Regions from separate parts of the Mus musculus genome. Here region 2 is linked to region 1. The links are chromatin contacts, called in public promoter capture Hi-C maps. All regions are on one chromosome and are shown on one strand. The core of a region is the stretch at or near the end of the contact, and the rest is flanking DNA. Distances in the headings are between cores, read along the strand shown.

Evidence for each region. Promoter capture Hi-C pulls out the DNA fragments that hold promoters and counts their contacts.
Region 2: a contact with region 1 is called in a promoter capture Hi-C map of liver, with 7 times the contacts expected there. The contact joins the promoter of Ccn1 here to the promoter of Kyat3 in region 1. A contact is called at or near these places in 2 of 39 promoter capture datasets (both in liver).

Annotation. Positions count from the first base shown.
Region 1 is chr3:142,698,207-142,704,145 of GRCm38.p6, reverse strand. It overlaps Kyat3 (kynurenine aminotransferase 3), which reads right to left and starts at 3,098. Exons shown (of 14, transcript NM_001293560.1): 1 at 2,971-3,098.
Region 2 is chr3:145,647,753-145,653,015 of GRCm38.p6, reverse strand. Ccn1 (cellular communication network factor 1) reads left to right here and starts at 3,031. Exons shown (of 5, transcript NM_010516.2): 1 at 3,031-3,286; 2 at 3,581-3,794; 3 at 4,139-4,483; 4 at 4,605-4,819; 5 at 5,048-5,263. The coding sequence starts at 3,224. Gm17501 (a long non-coding RNA gene) reads right to left here and starts at 2,939. Exons shown (of 3, transcript XR_003954574.1): 1 at 2,096-2,939; 2 at 413-1,633.

The DNA of each region.
Region 1 (5,939 bases), core at 1,849-4,348:
CACGCATGTGCCATGACACTTGGCTTCTTCAAACAGGTTCTTGACAAATGAGAAGCTATGGATCTTACATTAGTTTTGAAGATGGGTTTCCTGGACAACTATTTCAAGAGTCTCCAGTTACACAAGAAGGATTCATTGGGAACTGCTTCTGTACCCGTAGGGAAATCATTCAGTCTCAGGAAAATGCAGGGAGATCTGGGCAATGAAGCTTCTCGACTGCCCAGCTACTTAGAACTGGAAAGAAATCCCAGCAAACAGAACTCATCAACCATCAGCTTTTATTCTGAGTGTGTAAGGCAGCTGTAACACTACATGGTGTTTCTTCTCACTTCTTAAACTAGGAAGGGGTCAGACATGGCTCACTGGGAGAAGGGTTTGCTGTGGGTGCACACATTAGGACTTGAGCGTGGATTTGCACACTTGATGACAAGTCTTGCCTATGCAAATGCTGTCCCCGAAAAAGGGACTGTGTGTCCCTGAGTTCCTTCGAACCTAGGGCCATGCCCAGGTTAGGCAAAGCTCTCTAGCAGTCTTAACTATGTTTCCAGTTCTTATTTTCTTTTGAAGCTTGGGCAAACTAAACTGCCTCCAATTCCTTATATAGCCTCAGGCTAGTCCTGACTCCACCCTTGGCCACTCAAGTAGCTGTATAGGTGTAGGTAGCCCTTGTGATTTTTGACTTGGGAATTAAATATAGTGTATTGCCAAGTTGTTAGATATAATTAACTTTTCCCATTCTTTTATTGCCAAGTTGGCTTATTGGCTTTTCAATCACCAAGGGGGCAAACACACTTGATTCAGTTACAGATTCTGAGCCTGAGAAGAAAGCTAGTTTTCCTATTTATTATTATTATTTTGTTTTTTTTTTTTGAGACAGGGTTTCTCTATTCTTATTCTTATTATTTTGTTTTTTTTTCTTTTTTTAAAAGATTTATTGATTTATTATATATAAGTACACTGTAGCTGTCTTCAGACACACCAGAAGAGGGCATCAGATCTCATTATGGGTGGTTGTGAGCTACCATGTGGTTGCTGGGATTTGAACTCAGGACCTCTGGAAGAGCAGTCAGTGCTCTTAATCACTGAGCCATTTCTCCAGCCCTGTTTTTTTTCAAGACAGGGTTTCTCTGTATAGCACTGGCTGTCCTTGAACTCAGAAATCTGCCAGCCTCTGCCTCTCAAGTGCTGGGATTAAAGATGTGTGCCACCATTGACAGACCTCATTTATTTATTTTTGAGACAGGTCTTATGTAGACCAGGCTATCCTCAAGGCAAGGGTGACCTTGAACTCCTGATCCTCTGGCTTTCACCCCCCAAATGGGATTACTAGCCTCATTACATCTGCATGGCTTTTGACTTTTAAATGTGTTTTTTGCTAGAACGCTGTACATTGATATTCATGGATAAACTAAACTGATATATACATTCAAATGTCATGAAATTAGAAGAAAAAAAAAAGTTGTTGGCTTTTGGTTTCTCCTTAAGCTCAAGGGTCTGTGAAGAAAACCAGAGATATGTGAGTCAGGGTGACCCAGGCAATCTAATCATGGCATAGGGTATATCAAATATGAAACCCATGTTAGATACACACGGATCAACAGAAAACTAAAACTACCATTTTATCATCTCTAGGGTGGACTGATTCAGAACTGGAAGACCGTGGGCAACCTAGAGGTTAAAAGTTGAAGGAAAAACGCAAATCTCAAAGGTAGGCAAAGCATTCACAACTCAGTTTAAACATGGTTAAAGTTTAGTGCTCTGAATTTACCACTCAAACTACCAAGTTACAAATCTGACCCATAGGAGGTATACAGACATAAAGAATAGTTGTGTTAGCAATCTGAAAACGTCAGGAACCTTCAGGTTACCTAAAAGCTCAAGAAAGATTTATCAGAGACAGCCTCTTGATAAATAACACTGCTCCCTTTATTTTCACCACATGCCATACCTGTTAGCCGGGTTCTAGAGTGTTTATAAAGTTCGCTAATTGCAACAGAGCGAGGTGAACAGGGTTCTAGCTTTCAAAGTACAGAGGCATTCAAGGCCATATGAAGAGGTGAAGCATGAATAAAAAACACAGTCAAGTTTATCAGCATAAGTGTTAAGAGGCATTATCAGCATAAGAGTTAAGAGGCACCATTCAAAACGGGCTTTAAGGCCGCGTGAAAGTGAGATTCTCTCACAAGGGAAGCGGTATGGTCACCTGATGCCGAAATTAGGGTACCGCACACAGGCAAAAGTTGAACAGATTTACAGGCTGGCTGGCTGCAGCCCTGAGCAAGCTTCCCGTGTGCCACCTACCTACCCAGCAGCCCATAGGTGGAACACTGAATGGAGGTGCTTAGGGGCGAGCGGCTCAGATCTACAAGAATGCTTGACCTTCAGACACCACCAATTAAGACTGCTTTTGTCTTTTGCAAAGCTCCGAAAAGATAATCTCAAGCTTCTGGTTTAACTGCTTTTCCAACCCTGAACTTTCGCCTTATCTGGGCTAGGGAGGTAGCTCAGTTAGTAGGGATGAAGCTCTGGGTTCCAACCTAGGCACCGAATAAAACCAGCAGCGGTGGCGCACACCTCTAATCTTAGCACTGGGTGTGTGGGTCGGGTGTGTGGGAGTGGAGATAGGAGGATTAAAAAGTTCCTTTGCCACAAAACTACTTCCAGAAGAAGAGACTGTCTCAAGAAACAAACACAAACATCTTTCACGGATGAACTGAAGTCAGTATTGCCCTTGCAAAGGTGCGTTCTAAACACCCAGACTACACAATCAAGAGTAAAAGGGACAAGGGTGGACTTTTCTCCAAAGAAAAGCCTGTCAACCCCAAGATAAATCCCACAGTCTCCGCTGTGGTCCGACCATGTGCCTAGTACGGGCGCTTCTCCTGCCCGCCGACCTCCCTTTGGCTCCCGGCTCCGCAAACTCTGTATGCCCCGGGCCGAGTCACCGCTCACTACGTCCCGCCCGCTTACATCGTTCTCCTGGTTCCAATGCGTCCCTGGCCTTAGTCCGGAGGTCGCTAGGTGTCGCCGGGGTTCCTGGCGGAATGCACTCGGGGATCCAGAAGCAGAGTGCAGCAGGAACCCTCCTGATTGTAGAGGAGGCGGGGTGGAGGCGGTTCGTGGCTCTGACCAGGGATTGGCTCCGGTATCAGGGCTAAGGCTACAGATTGGTTACGGATTTCTCCAATCGTGGCGCGCCCTGTGAGAGTGCACAAGAAGCTCCCAGGCTAGGGGACAGGGCGTGGCCTTGGCTGAGTATCCAGGAAAAAGTGGAAGTGTGCGACTGTTTGGAGCAGAACTGTTTTTAAATCTCCGCTGCGTGGATTCGAAGCAGGTTCTAGGAGAAAGACTTGAAAATGCTTGAGAGGCCGGCCTGTGTAGTTGTCTATGTGTTCCCTCTGATGGGGAGAGAGGAGGGAGAGGGAATCTTTCCTTCGGAACTGTAAAGTGATGCAGGACCTAAAAGGCGGAGGAAGTGACACTGAAGCGGGAGGACAAGCTGTTAAGAGCACAGCTTGGGGGTTAGATTTTCTTCCTCTTGCGTTTAAAGGAGTCGAGGTGTTGTAGTTCACGAGAGCGGCTGAACGCTGTACTCACGCCTGTAGGAAGGAACAAAAGCGGATTTGGTTGGATGCACTGACCTTGCCACAGTGAGCCAAGCGCTTCTGTATTTTGTTACGAACATTAAAGGTGCTCATTGTAAGCAAGGGCACAGGCAGGCTGCTGAACTGACCGACCCATGGTGGGAAGAAGATGTTTACCTAAGATATAGGAGAGAGAGAATAACTAGAGGATTTGGGGAAAGTCCAAAGCAGTTATGGGAAGAGAGCAGAGAGGCAGACTGGCAAGGGCTGTCTCTCCAGAGCAGAGGGAATAGCAGGAAAAACCTTGCGAGTTATAAAGAAAAACCGGTGGCTGCAGCTTCAGGTGTGTGTGTGTGTGTGTGTGTGTGTGTGTGTGTGTGTGTGTGTGTTTGTCCTGTGAATTGGAACAGCCTGGAAGTTTAGAATAGAAGGGGAGGAGGGCTTGAGAGCTCTGTGGCTTTGGTAGGCACTTTGTATCTTAATAGGCAAGTGGATTTTCCTGGCAGACAGAAGGTTTCAGAGGTCCTTAAGGATGAGGGTGAACTTTTGTCTCTCCCTGAAATTCTACAGTGGAGCTTGAGGTGAGGCAAGCCTTCATTTTGAACCCAGTCAGCGGGTCTGTCCATATTCGGGATTCTTGGAGTTTTCCCCTTTGGACCTAAAACTCATGACGATCTGGAATGGCTTTATCTGCAGTCGGTGTTCTGTTGATATTGCTGAGGTTGAATTGGGGAACATCGCAGTTCGTTCTCAAGGTTTTTGAGGCTAAGTGGCTGCTCGGTGTCCCTTTCCTTTCTCTCTCTTCTCCTTTTCACATACAACCATTACAGTAAGCTGCTAGTTTCTTATTTCAAAACACAGGGTATGTTTCATGACCACTGTGTTCCTAGTTTCTGATATAATTACACTGCCCACATGGTGGACTGCTGCCTTTACCGTTTCTTTGACTTGTGGTTTCCTTGCTCATTAGAATGTCAATTTGCTGGCTGCAGCCATCTTGGAGCAAAACATGGAATCTACAAGTTGAGTTTACTGTTCTTTGTTTGTCCTTTTGTTTTCAAGATAGGATCTCACTGTGCACCCTTGACTGTTTTAGCTACTTAGCCCATTGTCCCCCAAATTCAGACACCCTTCTGCTTCAGCCTCTAGAATGCCAAGAGATACAGACATGCAGATGCTTGCTCAGCTTGTGAGTTGTAAATTAGTGCTTCCCAGCTAGGCAATAATAGTGATGTTGGCATTAATTTAAATGTTTCAGAAGCCTTAGCAGAAAGTGTGCATTTACCCTCAAAAAGATTGCAAAGGTTTCTCTGTCTCTTTCTGTCTCCATCCACATATATTCTCTGGGTTGAATGCAGTTCAGCTGCTAGCACTTGCAATTTAAACTAGTCAAATCATCTTCGAACTGTTGTCTTAAATTTACATATTATTATAGTAGGGAAAGTGATTGAAGATATGAGGTGTATATGTAGATGATAATCATCAAAACTGCCCTTGGGAAAAGTTCAACAGTAGTCTTCTAGATGTGGGTTCACTGCACATCTCCCAGCTAACATCAGAAATCACGAAAACACGCAAGCTTCTGCTGGGTGAGAACCTGGTGTGAACACAGGCAAGCCTCTGCTGGGTGAGAACCTGATGTGAACACAGGCAAGCCTCTGCTGGGTGGGAACTCAGAGTGAACACAGGCAAGCTTCTGCTGGGTGGGAACTCAGTGTGAACACAGGCAAGCCTCTGCTGGGTGAGAACCTGGTGTGAACACAGGCAAGCCTCTGCTGGGTGGGAACTGCCCAGCTGAGGAGGTGTTGGTCTCCTTCTCTCTGTGACTTTGCCGCTGGAACTCCTGGTCCACATCCATAAAGGTGCATGCAAACTTTCAAGGGATGCTAACAGGCTGAAGAGTCTCATCTCCAGGGATTGTCCATGAAGACTTGCTCCCTCTGTATGTCCTGCTGTGCAAAGTCAGAGTTTCAGGCTATTTGCATTGCACGCTTGGGCTGTGAGGCAGTGTTGGTACATAAATCAACTTAGGTTCTCTGAGTTCTTAAAGATGGATGGTGATGAAACACTTTGTGTAAAGTAGAGCACAGCAAGAGGATAAATGTACATCAAACCTCTGAAACGCTCTTGTAATGTGAAGTAATCCAGCTGCAAACACTGAAGAAGTGTCAGAAAAGCAGTCTGAATGAGCGAGCTCTCAGGTTTAAAGCTTTGCATGTAGCATTTACTATGTCTCTGATGGTGCTATGGTCAACAACAACAACAACAAACAAAAGACCATATTCTAGGGAAATGCATTGGGGAATATAACATTAAATGTTAACGCTCACAGGTAGTAATGAAAGTGATAACCAG
Region 2 (5,263 bases), core at 1,782-4,281, 2.9 Mb before region 1:
GTCCAGAGCAGCGTGTGATTCTGGGACCAGCAGCATCGACATCACCTAGAGACTTGTTAAAATGTAACTGAGAAGAAAGTCTGGAGTGGGGCCTAGCAATCCGAGTTTTAACCAACCCTCCGGGTGATTCTGGTGTACGCCCTAGTCTGAGACCCACTAAACTAGGAAGCTGGAGTCGACAGGTTTGGGATTATGATCTGTCTCAGTTGCTGCGAGACAGTGAAACCTTCTTGGGGTAATCTAAACTTCCCTGGCAGCTGCTAGTGAGACTCTATCTCTCAGCTCAAGCCAAGAGCCGCAGAGGACAAGCAGTCCTTTCTCAGAGGCTTGTGGCTCAAAAGAAACAAGTCCACTGGGTGGAGAGACGGTGGGGGTGAAGAGTCCTGCAATGAGAACCCGAAGGGACACTTACCCACTCCATTTGCACATTTCCCTCCCTGTCTGTCAACGAAGGATCTGTAGCTCTCAGCAGAGGAGGTGAGAAGGCGACAGCACGTCTGGAGTTGCTGGACCATCCTAGGCAAGGACTTAAGCAGCCGCTGTTTCTCCTGGTTCCCAGCATGCTGTCTGCAGAGGCGATGCACAGAGGTTCCCGCAGCCTCTCCTCCTCCAGCACCTCCTGGCCTTGACGACTCCAGCACCCCTCCTCTTCTCACCACACACCCGCTGCTTTAAATGGACAGCTGACGCTAATGTTCTCCCCGCGTCTCCTCTGGGACAATCCCATTCTCCGAGATTGCCCAGTTGGAGTCCAGAAACAAAACCCCACACATCCTCGTTAGAAAACTTTAATCTGATTTTTAAAGGCATCTATGGAATGGCGTGTCTGTTTGAACGCTGTGCCGTATACCGGACCTCTAGGCTTCCCCCCCTCACCCTCCAACTCCCCTCAGCAAAGGAACACAGCATATTCAGGCCAGTTGGATCATCCACTGCAACTTTATTTTAAATCATGATAGACAGATTGCGTGAAAAACAAGGAATTCCAACGAATTTCCTGCTCTGGGAACAGAAGTTAAGTCTATATTTAACAACATTTGAAGCTGTCAAGAATGCCTTGTGGTTGGATAACAGAGGGAGAAAAATGTTAAAAACGCAGGCTACTGCTATACCCAAATATGGAAATATTGTTACGTCTGGTGTCTGATTCACCATCTGGAAATACTTACAACCATGAAGTCAAATAGAAAAGACGCCACAACAGAAGCCAGGAACCCTCCTCTCCATTCTGTTTCTCCAGCGCCTCCTTCTACCCTGTTCCTTGCCTTCTCCACCCTCACCCCCTACCCTCCCGAGCTTCCCTAAGATGGAAACAATGAACTGTGCGCAGGAGGAACTGTTCTCTAATAAATCGGCCAGCCGAGGGGACCAGGCCTAGGCTTTGCTTTCATTATTTGCATAACACTTGACAACCCATTGTCTTTAAAAGTCCCCACCCCCAGAAAGCCTTGGAGAACCTACCGCCTCTAGCAAATTCCTCCAGGACTTACGAAAGGGCGCTTTTGAATGAATGAACTTAACTCTTTCCAGTAACAGCTGTCTTCACTGGAGTGTGCGCAACAGCCTCTCCTTCTCACTGGAGTCATTCATAGAACAGGCAACGCAGGAGGCTCTCTTAAGCAAGATCGCGAAGCTGCAAAGGCAGAGAGGCCCTAAATATTAAAAATGAAGAAAAGCTATCCCAGTTTATGAATGGCATTAATAACCCCAAATAGGGTCTTGTGTGGGAGGGGTGTCTTCAGTTGTATGTTTAATAAGATCTTAAAACCCAACTTCCTCTATTACAGTGTTGCCTTCTAAATCCCTCATGTCTCGGAACTTGGAGGGAGCCACTGCACTACCCTTGAAAAAGAAGGCTTCTAAGTGATCCAAAACAAAGGAGTTAAACACATGGACGGGCCCAGACACACACACACACACACACACACACACACACACACTCACACACACGGGGGGGGGGCAAACAAATACACACAGCGAGACACATAGGGGGCGGTGGGGGAGGGTGTCTGCAAACACCCCGAGTCTTTTTTCCAGCTATCCACAGGGCACAATGGTCCTGTTAGAATCTGTTTTGTCCCGGTAGCTTTTGCACCTGGTGATTTCAGGACAAGTCACTCCACGGTGGTCTCCTCCGCTTCTGCTTTGGCTGCTCAGTTTCCACCGCCGCCAGTCCAGGGAGAGAGGCCAGGAGGGTTGACCCGGCCTCCGGCATCCGTGAGGAAGTGGACGTCAGGCTCCGGGAGAACTCTGCACTCGTTTCCTCTTGGATTTCCAATGCAGGCAGTGGGCTGGAACTAAAACTGGGAACCTCCAAAAACAAACAAGTACAACATACCAAAAAAAAGGGGGAGGGATGAGGGAAGACCTCTGGCTGGAAATATGCCAGCGAAGAGGGAAGCTTCCCTCCCCCCCCCCATTCATAAATGCCACTCCGGGTATTAATTTGCAATACACTTCTCTTGGCTAATAAACATCATGCCAAAGCTTTGGGACTTGATCCGAGCATGCCTCTTTGAAGTCCACAAATAGATCCCTGGCTTAGAAACCAACTCCCCCTCCCCTTTGGACTCTCAGTAGATAACTTTACTCTCACCTTGGTTGTAAACAAGCAAACAGCTCGCTGCCTTTCCCGGTAGGCATCACCAAACAAAACCACTTTTGTTCCTCTGTCTCCCGCCCTCCCATGTCTAGGCAAAGATCTGAAGGGTTCACACCAACACATACACCACGCCCCCCCCCCCCATATACCCTCTTCAATCAAAATCATCACCCTCGCGCCCCAAGCATCCCGCCCTCCCCAAAGGAAGTTGTTATTTAAAGTGGAAAAAAACGAACTTTTTTTTCTCTCTGATGGATCTGAGAAGAGGGGGGAAAAGGTGCAACGGAGCCAGGGGAGGTGCTTGGCAGCAGCCCGCGCCAACCAACATTCCTGAGATGTTTGAGAATTCTAGAACGCGCCGACAGAGCTACGTCACTGCAACACGCGGCGCCTAGGCAGGCATTATAAAGGGCGGGCTCCCGGCGCTGGGGCAGACCGTGAGCGAGAGCGCCCCAGAGAAGCGCCTGCAATCTCTGCGCCTCCTCCGCCAGCACCTCGAGAGAAGGACACCCGCCGCCTCGGCCCTCGCCTCACCGCACTCCGGGCGCATTTGATCCCGCTGCTCGCCGGCTTGTTGGTTCTGTGTCGCCGCGCTCGCCCCGGTTCCTCCTGCGCGCCACAATGAGCTCCAGCACCTTCAGGACGCTCGCTGTCGCCGTCACCCTTCTCCACTTGACCAGACTGGTGAGTTGGATTTTTTTTTTTAACCACTGCTTCCCGGTCTGCCCTCATCGATTCCTTTCCCCGGGCCATGATCTTTCACCGCAGGGAAAGTTAGACTGAAAAGTTCGGAGGTAGCTGTTGCTTTATGCCCAGGGGGCCTCTTCCTGGGACGCAGCCGCTGGGGTGGTCAGGCTGCCGGGACGCGATCGAGACACTTCTGGTGGACGGAGCCCCACAGCCAGACCTAGGCTCAGGGCAGTTTACGTGCCTCCCCGAGCAATGCAAAGCAATCTCACGCGCTTCTCCCTCTTGCAGGCGCTCTCCACCTGCCCCGCCGCCTGCCACTGCCCTCTGGAGGCACCCAAGTGCGCCCCGGGAGTCGGGTTGGTCCGGGACGGCTGCGGCTGCTGTAAGGTCTGCGCTAAACAACTCAACGAGGACTGCAGCAAAACTCAGCCCTGCGACCACACCAAGGGGTTGGAATGCAATTTCGGCGCCAGCTCCACCGCTCTGAAAGGGATCTGCAGAGGTAAGAGGCTTGTGGTTTGGCCCCTTTAAAAAAAATAATAGTCCCCATAGTCCAGAAGTTTAGTAATTTTGAGACCATGTATGGTGGACGCTTTGTTGATGGTAGCTTGGCAGAAAGGCACATGATTTCAGCAGTCTGGAATGCAATTCAGAGTGTCTGGGCCCAACGAAAAGCGCATACGGAAAAGTGATTCCTGACTAACTTATTGTTCAGCTCTGGAGTCTCGGGGGAACTGTAGGGAACTTTACCATACATTGAATTGAACAGCGGAAAATATGTATGAGTTTCAGCCTGTGGCGGCGAATCTTAACCTTCTCCTCTCTCTCTTTTGGTCGTCTTTGCAGCTCAGTCAGAAGGCAGACCCTGTGAATATAACTCCAGAATCTACCAAAACGGGGAAAGCTTCCAGCCCAACTGTAAACACCAGTGCACATGTATTGATGGCGCCGTGGGCTGCATTCCTCTGTGTCCCCAAGAACTGTCTCTCCCCAATCTGGGCTGTCCCAACCCCCGGCTGGTGAAAGTCAGCGGGCAGTGCTGTGAAGAGTGGGTTTGTGATGAAGACAGCATTAAGGACTCCCTGGACGACCAGGATGACCTCCTCGGACTCGATGCCTCGGAGGTGGAGTTAACGAGAAACAATGAGTTAATCGCAATTGGAAAAGGCAGCTCACTGAAGAGGCTTCCTGGTAAGTGGATATAGAGTCCTTAAGACACTGTGCAGAAATGCTTTCTTGGTCTGCAACTTTGTAGAAACCAGTGTGTGTATGCAAGCATCTAAGAAGCCTTCCATTTCCTTTATCTTTCTAGTCTTTGGCACCGAACCGCGAGTTCTTTTCAACCCTCTGCACGCCCATGGCCAGAAATGCATCGTTCAGACCACGTCTTGGTCCCAGTGCTCCAAGAGCTGCGGAACTGGCATCTCCACACGAGTTACCAATGACAACCCAGAGTGCCGCCTGGTGAAAGAGACCCGGATCTGTGAAGTGCGTCCTTGTGGACAACCAGTGTACAGCAGCCTAAAAGTAAGTTTCTTTCAGGGCTTGACCGTGATGACCCCACAGGTGGGTGGGATATGAGCCTCTGTTCAAAAAAGAAAAAAAGAAAAGTCCATGATATATCTGAAAAGAAATTGTCTTTATGAAGCCCAACACTATGTACAGTGGTTAAAAGCATACCTCCAAACAAACAAACAAACAAAAACAAAAAAACAACAATCCTCATTCTTGGCTTTCTTTTGTTCTTTCTTCCAGAAGGGCAAGAAATGCAGCAAGACCAAGAAATCCCCAGAACCAGTCAGATTTACTTATGCAGGATGCTCCAGTGTCAAGAAATACCGGCCCAAATACTGCGGCTCCTGCGTAGATGGCCGGTGCTGCACACCTCTGCAGACCAGAACTGTGAAGATGCGGTTCCGATGCGAAGATGGAGAGATGTTTTCCAAGAATGTCATGATGATCCAGTCCTGC